2 separate regions of the Macaca fascicularis genome follow, and region 2 is linked to region 1. Evidence: chromatin contacts called from public Hi-C data. All regions are on one chromosome and are shown on one strand. The core of a region is the stretch at or near the end of the contact, and the rest is flanking DNA. Distances in the headings are between cores, read along the strand shown.

Region 1 (2,743 bases), core at 152-2,651:
CGCCGCTCCTTCCTGCCGAGCGCAGGCTGCTGAGTCACGCCTGCCCGGCCAGTCTGTCCTTCCTGGCCCTGAGGCCAACGTCCTAGCCTAGGCCTTCCTGGGCGAGCAGCCGCTCCAGACACTTGCAGAGTCCTCAGCTCGGGCCAGCCTGGCCCTGCCGCCGCCGGGCCCCTCCTCGAGAGGCCGCGCCTCCTCACTCTCCAGGCGCCCCCCCCGCCTGCCAGTCTCCACGCCGCACTCGGGCACCCTCGGAGGGCCCCTCCACAGAGCCAGCCGCGCTCTAGGCGCCCCGGGGCGTCACCACGTCGATCAGACCAAGGTCCCCGCCGGGCTGTCACTCGGGGAGGGTGATGCTGGGCACCCAGTCGTTAACGCTGCGGCTCTCCTCGCAAAACAGGCTGAGCTTCTCCAAGGCGGGATCCTTCCAGGCGTCCTCGTTGGGGTTCTGCTGAGAGAGAGCAGGGTCAGCCTGGCTGGCCGCGGGCCGAGGCGGGAACTACACCGGGGCGGGGACCGGACGGGGCTGTACTCACCGAAATGAGGATGCAGTGCAGGTCGCCCGGCGCGCCCGCCTCCTCGCCGGCGCCCACGATAGCCGCCAGCCGCTGCACATCGCCCACGCGCACTATGTCGATGTCGTTCTCGCAGCAGAAAGCCTGGATCAGCGTAAAATGGATCTGCAGCGCGATGTCGCCCTCGTCCTCCTCATCGGCAGCCAGCACGCAGAAGGTCACATTGTCGGGGTCCCTGCGAGGGCAAGACGGGGACCAAGGTCAGAACCGGCAAACCAAGTTCTCCCGCAGCCACCCCTCCCATCCGCCGGTCTCTTCGCCATTCATCCCCGCCCCTGTCTCCCAGCCTGGGTCGCGTCTACACTTACACGTTCAGGACTTTGGCTGACTCGTAGACGCCGGCAGTGAGGCAGCCCTGACGCTGCGCGGACAGCAGCAACTCGTGCAGCGCTTTCCCGGCACCCTGCATCCTGCGGAGGAGCCAGCTAGTGAGCGGGAGACGGCCGTGGGGCGCGGTGGAGCCCCGAGCCCCGGCCACGGGGATTCACCCTTGGCTCTCCAACTCCAACCACACTCCAATCCCGGCTTGGCGCCCGCACCCCGGCTCTCCAACCCGGATCTGACGCCCGCACCCCCGGGCTCGGCTCCTATCCCGCGGATTCCCACCCTGGAGAACCCTGACGGTCGCCGACTGACCAGCCGCTTTCTCAGCGCCCTGAAACCCACCTGTCTGTGCTTTCCGGAACTGTGTCCTGGCCGCGGACTTCTTCCAGAGTCATAGTGCGATCAAACAACAGCAAGTTATCCACAAGCGGAGAGCGCGGAGGGGACGCGGGCGAACACCCTGAGACCAAGAGCTCAGCACGGCGCGCCCACCACCAGCGAGTGCGCCCGGGCTACGCTGCGCGTCCTTATATAGGCTGATGGGTGCGGCGCCGCCAGCTGGCGCGAGGCTGCCCGCCTATTGGCCGGCACCCGCTTTCTGATGTAAATGAGACCGCGAGCCCGCGGCTCGTGCCAGAAGGCCACGTGGGGAGGGGTGCGGGGGATGACAATGCCTCAAATCTGCCGCTTTTGTTGGGGTGTTACCAGGCAGACTGGAGCCTGCAGATTTCATCTCGCCTGGCTTTCTTTTTTTTTTTTTTTTTTTTTTTTTTTGAAGTCCTTAAAAGGAAAAAGTAAAAAAAAAAAAAAAAAAAAAAAAAAAGCCAATCCACAAAAACCTTGTTTGCTAATATGATGCTGCAATTTGCGAAAAGCACCTTTATAGAATCAAAAGGAATTTTATTTCCATTTTTTATTGCTACCTTTCTATTTGTTTCTTTTCTTTAATTTGAAGTTTATGAGACTGTTGCATTGGAGCAGGAAATTAAGGTAAAAACAGGTAACGCCAGTTAAAGGCTTGCAAAAGGCAGTGGGCACAGCCCCCTGCAGCTGACCACTAGCGTCCGGAGCGCGCTGGTAATGCCTGCCAGGCATACTCAATGTGTACATTGAGTAGTCGCTGGAAGATCCTACCCCACCTCCCCGCCCTTGGCCGAGAGCAGCGGGGCGCCGGAGAAGGGGGCGGGCAGGGGCGAGCAGATTGCTGCCGGCGCACGCCGCTCGTTTGCATTTCTATGGAGGGCGCACAATAGCAGAGGTCTGGCGTGTGGCGGTTTGCAGTAGGGACAATCGAGGCTTTCTCTTCATAGCAACACTGTCCACCTGCCGCCGGGTGGGGTGGGCAGGCCCCCGCCGCGCGTGGGGGTCGCCGGGCTGCCTGGCGCGTGGGGTCGAGGCTGAGTGCCACTCCGTGGTCCCTGAGTACGCGCCGCCTGTACTGGCCCTGCTACATGTAATTCCCTTCCACCCGTTCCTCGCACGGGTGCCGAGCAGCCTCGCGAGTTGGGAAGCACAGAGAGCTGCTGCGCAGTCTTCGCGACTGGACGCCCTCTGGCCGGGACCCCGCGGCTGCGGCCCTTGGAGCTTAGGGGATGTAGTTCGGTATCTGTTTCCCGGGGCGCCATCTACAGGCAGGTTAAAAAGATCCTGAATCCCTTTTCTCCTCCCCTCCCCCAACACACACACCCTTGCATTGGCCTGGTGCGGGGGAAGGGCGGTGGAGGGGGTCGGCCACGGAGCTGTCCGGCCGGGCCCACTGAGCCCTGTCCAAGCTGCGCATTAATAGGAACCCCAGTAAGGGCTGCAAAACGCATTCAGGTGGGGCTGCAGTTACCCTGGGGAGTAGA
Region 2 (2,743 bases), core at 170-2,669, 270 kb before region 1:
ACTGGGCACCTCCGGGCAGCTTTCAACCCAATCAGTAGAGTTTATTTCCAGTTCAGTGGGGTGCCCCAGTTAATCCAGTTTGGGAAGAATCTCCTTGTGTTTAGGAAAGGCTGTGCTCATACCTTGAAAGGGGGATTGGACCTCACAAGTTTTCATGAGGGTGTGGGGGCTCCAGGTCCCCCAAAATTCTCCAGACACTTGCTTAATTTACTACCTTAAGGAGCCTCTGAGCAGCACTAGGAGAACTGAGGAGGATTCTCCCATTTCACAGATGGAAACTGAGGCTGGGGCCGTCCAGGGGTGGCCCAGGTCACAGGTGAGCTGGGAGAGACAAGATCCTCGGGGCCCATGCTCAGCTCAGCACTGCCCTGAGGAGTCAGGAAGGGGCTCCAGAGAGCACACGGGCAGGTCCTCAGCCCGACCCATGATGCCACATCCATGACAGTCAGACCTGTCGACAGTGATGAACTGGAGAAGAAATAACCTTTTTTACTTGTCTACTTTATGCCTGAGGCTTTATGTGCATTAACTTATTCAATGATCACACCATCCCCATGAGATGGGTAAGGTTAACCTTGGGAAACTGAGCTTTCTAGGAGTAAGTAACCTGCTGTCATCACATGGAAAATGACAAACAAGAGAGGGAAACTCAGTCCTCCCTGGGCCCACGGTCCACCCTCCACACTCATGCTGCCTCATGGTGCTCAGAGAACTCTGGCAGGGTTTGGGGTGGCGAGAGGGAGGCCTGGCATCCCTCCAAGGACTTTGAGACTCTCAAGTGCAGGTTCCCAGACCTGCAGCATCAGGACAGAAATCCAAGACTCCAGTGTGAGCCCACAGCCCTCCAGGTGAGAAGAGCTGGGAGAGACAGCCCAGCCCAGCAGGTGGAAGCCCTGTGGGGACAGTCCATTCCCTGGGGAGTGCAGAGCACTGTTGACAGGTTGACCTGGCCAGAGCAGGCCCCACACAAGCCGCATCCCCCTTCTGCCTCCTGCAACCTCTCTCTGGGCTGTGGATAGAGTCAGGTGGGTCTGGGACCCCACCGTAGGAGCAAGTGCAGGCAGGCTGGGTTAGCACAGGCGGGCAGGAGAAACAGAACCAGGGCCTGTCTCAGGCCTGGCCACTGGGGTGGGCTCCGAGACACTCTGCCCAGGCAAGGAGGGACAGTCACCAGGCACCTGGCCCCAGCTGGGGGACATCTGATCACCTCTGCTCTGTACAGTACACAGAGTAGAATGTGGGACAGATAATTCCAGGGAGCTGCCCTTTCTAATTAGGTGGTGAAGTCAGCATGAACTTCAAACAGGGCAAAAATAGGATCCTAAAAATAGCCCTGGGGGAACTGTGAGGGGAGCTGGAGGTGCTGCTTGGAAAGTTCCGGGGCCTGGGCAGGACAGTTCCCACGTGGCCTCCAAAGCAAAGGGAAGCCTCAGCTGACCCCAGCAGACCTCCAGATGCAGCGAGAGCCCGGAAACTCAGGAAGTGGGGCGGGTCATGTGATGGGAAAATTGCTCAGGGCTTCAGGGGTACGAGTCTGCACACTTGTGGCCCAGGGAGTCTTTCTCACGGTGCCATCTGCTTGATGGCTCTTTAAATATTGCACTGGGTTGCACACATGCTCCTGTATGCATGGGCTTGCTGTTGCAGGTAGAAGTGTATGTGTTTATCATTGTTTAGCAGGGACGTGGTGGCTCGCCAGGCCTTCCAGACACTCCCTACGCAGAGTGCGGTCCCTGCACCAAAGCGATGGCAGCACCCAAGAGCTGGTTAAAACCACAGGCTCCAGCCTGCCGCAGACCCTCTGAGACAATACTCACATTTCCACAGGGTCCAGGGGTGACTTGGTGTCCAGGAAAGAGTGAGAAGCCGGCTGCAGGTGTTCAGAGGTATGCCCCAAAGCACAGGGCTGGGGCTGAGGGTCTCATGGGGTTTTCCTGGGGGTCCAGGCCCCAGCACACAGAGGCTGCTGTAGGCAGGGGGTCGGGGATAGGGACCTGAGGTGAGGCTGTTGGCTGAGCAAGGCCTGGAAGCTGGCCAACCCTGTAATGAGAATGCTCAGAGTCTGGTCCAGGCGTTGGCCCAGGGCTCCTGTTGGCAAGCAGGCAGGTGTCTAGTAGTGCGGGGATGCCTGCCAGGGCTGTCTGGGACCCCTGATGTCACTGTAACACACAGAGGCACTCCTGAGTTCCCAGCTCCTGCACACTGAGAGAGTCCCAGCTCCACCGGACCTTCCGAAACACTTAGCAAAGCTCCTACTACACCATAGGATGGGCCCCCACAGGGAGTGAGACGGGTAGCCTCCTTCACTCCCAGGCTCCCAGGCCTGCTGGGGGACAGATGCCTTGGTGTTGTCAGTATTGCAGTCACCCTTTCCAGCACAAGCATCATCCTATAAAATTCCCACCAAGCCTTTGTCTCCTTGCAGTCAGTTCCTCCCTTGCTGATTTGCCCGTTCTTTTCTTGCAACGTACTTTCCTACTTTCTCTAATAAATCAGCCTTTCTCTACCTACAACTGTCCTGGTAAATTCCTTTTACTGCCCATGCAACACTGACCCCAGACAGTTGCTACTCATGATATAAGCCACAATTTGTTTATGCTGCAGCATCTTTGTGCACATTTTTGGCAGATATATGCACTTATTTCCCTTGAGTATATTTCAAGAAGTGGGGTTGCTGGGTCACGGAGCATTCGTGGTAGGTGTTTGATGAGCCTTAGTGGACACCGCCTAACAGCTTTGCCCC

Evidence for each region. A called contact is a pair of places that touch in the nucleus more often than the background predicts.
Region 2: a contact with region 1 is called in a Hi-C map of skeletal muscle, with 3 times the contacts expected there. The contact joins the enhancer-like site here to the promoter of GADD45G in region 1. A contact is called at or near these places in 2 of 2 Hi-C or Micro-C datasets (liver and skeletal muscle).

The regions. Positions count from the first base shown.
Region 1 is chr15:119,949,038-119,951,780 of T2T-MFA8v1.1, reverse strand. It overlaps GADD45G (growth arrest and DNA damage inducible gamma), which reads right to left and starts at 1,401. Exons shown (of 4, transcript XM_005582122.3): 1 at 1,239-1,401; 2 at 881-982; 3 at 534-747; 4 at 1-445. The coding sequence starts at 1,291. The coding sequence ends at 335.
Region 2 is chr15:120,218,912-120,221,654 of T2T-MFA8v1.1, reverse strand. No RefSeq gene overlaps it. Among named protein-coding and RNA genes, the nearest start is that of GADD45G, 270 kb to the right of the region's middle. Within about 2 kb of position 1,419, at least 1 of the 6 cell types and tissues checked has an H3K27ac peak or open chromatin away from gene starts, as enhancers often do.